2 separate regions of the Mus musculus genome follow, and region 1 is linked to region 2. The links are chromatin contacts, called in public HiCAR-type maps. All regions are on one chromosome and are shown on one strand. The core of a region is the stretch at or near the end of the contact, and the rest is flanking DNA. Distances in the headings are between cores, read along the strand shown.

Region 1 (2,700 bases), core at 138-2,637, 1.1 Mb before region 2:
CAGAAGCATTTTGTATTTAACAAGACTAAAATATGTTAACTCAAAAAGAACTCACGTTGACTAGCATTTCTCTTCAATTATTAATGAGGACATGAAGAGAGCTTGAGTGGTCAGATGTAGAATCTGAATAAACATTGCCTCAGGCCTGATGGTCCACCGGTACCTGATGTTCAAACTTAAATTTGATAATGCAAAGTCTAGCCTTTCAGTCTGTGGTATTGCTAAGCTGTGGAATGATGCAATTTATGCTCCAGACTTTGTGTGTGTGTGTATGTGTGTGTGTGTGGGGGGGGTTTGAGTCAGGGTCTGGGTAGCATGGAACATGCTATGTAGATTAGGCTGGCCTCTGTAGACTAGGCTGGCCTCAGACTTGCAGCAACCCTCATGCATCTGCCACAACAAACAACTCAATGACTTTAATATGTATGTAACACAATAAAAATACTATAAATAAAGTATATATAACATGTCTTCTCCTTTCTGGTGCTGGGAACTAGGCCTAGGATCTCACATGTACTAGACAAGCACCCACTGCACCTAGAATTTCACCCAGAAAATTTGAAAACCCTTATTGAGACTATGATATTCAAAAGACTCTTAAAATCTTTATTTTTTTGTCAGGATAACTAACAATTTTCTGTTAAGTACTTTGGTTTATTATTATAACAAGTATTTCCTCTCTTGAAAAACCCATTCAAAACATCCCAATCTTTGATGTAGGGAACTTTAAGAAAAAAAAATTTTTTTTTTATGTTTTTAAACAGGAACAAGAATTCTTCAAATTTCTATAGTTTGACAAATAGAAACAATTTCATTTCAATCTATTCTGGTGAACAGGAATTATTTTATACAGAAAATCATCCTGTCACTTCTGGCAAACTAAGAGTGAGTGCTATTCATTCACATGTCCCATGGAGTCGCAGTGTGATGCTGCCATGCTCACATAGATTACTTTATCACAGATCTTGCAGTGGGAAACAAGGTTTTGGGATGGCTGAAGCAAAAGAAATCAGATCCCACAGCATCTCCAGAAAGGAATGGATCCAACCTTCTCCATCAGGACAGTCTTGCTGGGGTGGGATGGGAAGGTGGATCATTCAGTGAAGCGGTTGCCATGTGAAGCGGTTGCCATGTAAACACAGAGACCTGAGCTTAGATGCTCAGCACCTGCGTAAAACCAAGGGCACATGCCGGTGACACCAGGGCTCAGGAGACAAAGAGAAAGATATAAAAGTAACTTCTACTCACCTGAGGTGATCGTTGTCTCCGAGGCTTGCTGCCTCTGTCTGCTAACCTACGCTAGTCCTGGAAGCTTCTAGCCTCTGTACAATCTTATCTAGGTCTAGAATATTTTCAGCCTCTGAGACTCGCTGCTGAATAAGCTCACACTTTCTAGGTTGGTTTTTTTTTTTCCTGAGCTTTGACTGTTTCAATCTGTTTTCTCTGTGTGTGTGTTTCTCTCTCTGCCTGTCTCTATCTCTGTCTCTCCTGAATTCCTTTGCTTGGTCTCATACTAACTTAGGCAATCTGTTCTAATCTTCTGGCTCCTTCTCATTCTATGGCTCATTCTGACTTCACCTATGTCTAGCTTGTTCTCTCTGCAGCCTGTCTCTGTAAAACTCCCCAGTAAAATTGCCTCCTTCCTTTCCTCTCTCTCTAAAACTCCTCTCTCTTAAACAGCTTCTCTTACCTCTCTCTTCTCATGAGAGTTGGGCGTATCCTATTCTCTCATACCTTTCTCTGGTTCACCACTTTGTCTGCCACTCAATTAGACATCACTTTCAAACACGGCTGCTTCCTTCTACAAACTAACCTGACCTTCATTGTTTGGGATTAAAGATGTGTGCTAAAGGTGTGTCTGTATTCCAGCCAGAGAGATTAAAGGTGTGTGCTAAGGGCTACCTACTTCATAACTAGAAACATTTTTTTTTCAGTAAATAACAATCTCAGGGTTCACAATGTGATCAAATATTCTTCAACAGGAATACACATATATATATATATATATACATATATATATATATATATATATATATATATATATATATATATATATTCATTCCTGTTGCTTCCTGGCCATTTAGTCTGGCTGAATCACTTAGCTCCTGGTTCATCGAGAGACTCTGTCTCAAAAAAAATAAGATGGTTAGTAATTGAGGAAGATATCCAGTATCTATTAGCTTACACACACACACACACACACACACACACACACACACACACACACACGTGTTCATACACAAAGACATACACACACACACATTTTTTAAAAATTAAAAAGTAGTCCTGGGCACTGCATAGTGTTTGAATCAACTCTGTCTCCTGTCTCTTTCCAGAGCAATGTGCAGGCAGCATCAACGGCCACGGTCAGGACCAGCTTTTTCCTGTTATTTCTTAAGACCGTTCTTGCCTTTCCCAGGAGCAACCGTCGTGGGCATCAGCATGAAAGCCTTGTCTCCTGTCTGTCTGTTCTGCTCACTGCTTGTCTCCCGTCTGTCTGTTTTGCTCACTGCTTGGCTTTGTAAACGGGACTTTCACTCTGTCTTAGCGATGACCAGGGCAAGTCCAGACAAAGCCGTGCTTCCAGCTCTGTCTAAGCCATTAACACCCGCTGGGTTAGCCAAACACCCCTCTGGCTCAGGCTGCCCAGTGCAGCTGGTGGTCAGTGGATCCTGCCTGCTCGGTCACATCCCTGCTTGG
Region 2 (2,700 bases), core at 131-2,630:
ACCAGGGCTGGAACCCCTAGCCCCGGGAGTTAGGGAATCAGCAGGGAAGAATATCAGGAAGCCCCAATATACCAGACTTAGGCTTTGGAGCCCATTTGTGGGAAACAGTTGGGAGCCATAGCAGGGGTTAGAGCTGGGTAGTGCCAACCTCCCACATGGAGGAAGGAAGCACCACACTTCCTTCCGTGACCCCATGACAAAAGATGGGGCTAACACAGGAGCTGATGGGATGGATTCTGGCTTCGAATGAGCAAATCAGGGGCTGGCAGCTCACACACCTGAGTGGTCCAACTGGGTGACCGTAGGGATGAGTACTTAGGGGCTGTATTCTTAACTGCAAAGGAGGATAGTGCTACATGCCTCTGGGGCCTGTGTGGGTGGGTCATTCCTAGGGCAAACACTCATGTCCTAGTATGGGCTGGCCTGGGGGTGTTTTGTCTAGTGTAATCTGTTTCAATACCCCAAAGAGCCATAGGATTTCAGGGCCTAGAGCCTGAAGATATCCCACCTCTCCCCATTCCCCCTTCTCTAGGGCTACAAGGCATCTTTCTTACTTCCACAGGACCCCAATTATGTTTTGTTTTGAGACAGTATCTCAGTCAGTATGTAGCCTAGTCCTGGACTTGTTGTGTAGCCCATGGTAGCCCATTTGCTATGTAGACATTCCTTTCATTGGCATTCAGATCCAAAGATGTTAAATTATTCCCTCAAACCACATAATCTGTGAATGACAGAGCTGGGAGTTCAACTTCTACTTCCATGGCCCTAGCCTCCAGTCTTTTCCTCAACACTGTTATTGATCTCCTTATTCTATATCCAGGAACACTGAGACCAGAGAGGCGGAATAACTCCATGTGAGATAATATCAAGGTTTACAAATGAGTCCTTCCCCCACCACTCTGCTCACCGTCAACATTCTAGAGTTTATAACCCAGTTACGGTTTTCATGATGGAAGCAACATCGCCACCTGGTGGAACTATCCCTGAATTGCAGGAGCAGTTCCTAGGTTCTTCTCTTTCCCTGCCTTCCAAATTTGGAGGCTAAACTGACATTTCCAAAATGTAGCTATTTGAATATGACACGTGACGAATCTCAAATGTAGCAGATCATACTTGTGAGTGGGCTTCAGGCTGGCTTCTGAATTACAGACGGGGTTAGTGGCCATGGAGTGGAGGCCTCAGAGTGCTGCTGGGTTTTCAGCATCCCGGAGAAGAGGCTCCTGGATGCTGTTCCTCCATAGTACAATGCCAGCCTGAAAATAGCCTTGTCCCTTTAAAAATCCTGGCTGTTTTGGAAGTAGCAGCTGAAGCTGTTACCAGGGGCAACCTGGCAAGCCACAGTGCATTAAATTAAACAGGCCTGTGACTGCCCGTGTGCTCCTGCCGAAAGGAGGGGCTGCTTGCCTCTCCTGCTGCAGAGCCTCAGCAGGCAGGCAAGGCACATAGCTCCAGGGTTCCCACTCCTAGAGGCAGCCTGGGAGGGGGCAAAGGCTGAGAGCACTCTGGAAGGAGTTTCTGGGACTGCTCGGCACGGGCTCTGTGTGGGACACTCCGTGCTCAATCATCATCAGTGCCCTGATGCTCTGACAGTGGCCAGCCAGCACCAGAGCCTTAGCTACAGGCTGGCCTCGATTCTCAGGAAGGGATCACATGAGACCCAGCCTGAGTGTACAGTGACCCTGGGACTAACGAGGTACAGGTGAGAGTGACAGATGACTCTAGGGCTTCCCTGAGCACCAGCCTCAGGATCCTCTGAATCTCTCTTGTTCCTCCTGAGATGGGGGAAGCTGGCATAAAGCTATGGAGGCTCCTGGCGTCACCCGCTTTTTCAGGCCACCTCTGACTTCAAGTTCACGTTTCCCCCACAGTATCGAACCACAAAGAGCTAGGGTTTAAACAGTGGCTACCATTTGCAAAGCACATTGAGCTTAATTAGGGCTTCAGAATGTCCTGTGTGGAAGGGAAAGTGGGGAAACTGAGGCAGGGTAGTGTCCCCAAAGCCAGGACTGAGACTTCCTCCTGGTATTCTTTACCCCCAGCCCCACCCTCCACCCTGTTTAATGAGAAAAGGTCTTCCTGAGCTAGCCCAAAGCTTGCACTCATCCTGTCTCCACCTCCTGCTAGGACTATAGGGGTGCATCTCCATACCCAGGCTTAGCTATTGTTATATTGATAGTCAAACCAATAAGTAGCACCCCCGATCTATGGTCTCGTCATCAACCCCTGCCTCCAGGTTCCGTGCCCTATTTGAGTTCCTGTCCTGACTTCCTTTGGTGATGAACAGTGCCATGGAAGTATAAGCTGAATAAAACCTTTCCTCCCCAACTTGCTTTTTGGTCAAGATGTTTCATGGCAGCAATAGAAATCCTGACTAAGACATTTGGTTTATTTTGTTTGTTTTGTTTTGAGACAGGGTTTCATACCGTAGTCTAGGTTGGCAATCCTCCTGCCTCAGTCTGGGTGTACTAGGATTACTGTGTGAGCCACCAGGCCTGACTTAGAAATGCAAAGTCTTGACTCACTCCTCTGTGGCTCTAGAGGTGTGGTTCGGAGATTGGTTTGCTTACTGTGCTAAGTTTGAAAGCCATTGGCTGGACTGATCGGGGGTGGCGTGAAAGTGGGCTGGTACTTTTTTAATGGGCCAAAGGATCAGACCCTTCTCCTCCGGGAAGCCTGAAGATCCTGCTTCTGTGGCTGGTG

Evidence for each region. HiCAR-type assays count read pairs that join an accessible place to other places.
Region 1: a HiCAR-type map of astrocytes shows a contact between it and region 2, with 2.6 times the contacts expected there. The contact joins the promoter of 1700047F07Rik here to the enhancer-like site in region 2. A contact is called at or near these places in 5 of 39 promoter capture datasets (the HPC-7 cell line, HPC-7-derived erythroid cells, cranial neural crest and 2 more), 1 of 115 datasets of contacts at active chromatin or transcription factors (astrocytes) and 2 of 9 other capture datasets (embryonic stem cells and liver).

What each region holds. Positions count from the first base shown.
Region 1 is chr4:107,688,287-107,690,986 of GRCm38.p6, reverse strand. It overlaps 1700047F07Rik (a long non-coding RNA gene), which reads right to left and starts at 1,387. Exons shown (of 4, transcript XR_867984.2): 1 at 1,249-1,387. It also overlaps a transcript of Dmrtb1 not described here and the pseudogene Gm12899.
Region 2 is chr4:106,629,406-106,632,105 of GRCm38.p6, reverse strand. All of the region lies in intron 1 of Ttc22 (tetratricopeptide repeat domain 22), which reads right to left. Among named protein-coding and RNA genes, the nearest start is that of Ttc22, 8.3 kb to the right of the region's middle. Within about 2 kb of position 1,380, at least 111 of the 459 cell types and tissues checked have an H3K27ac peak or open chromatin away from gene starts, as enhancers often do. A contact at or near this core is called in astrocytes, where this site is marked.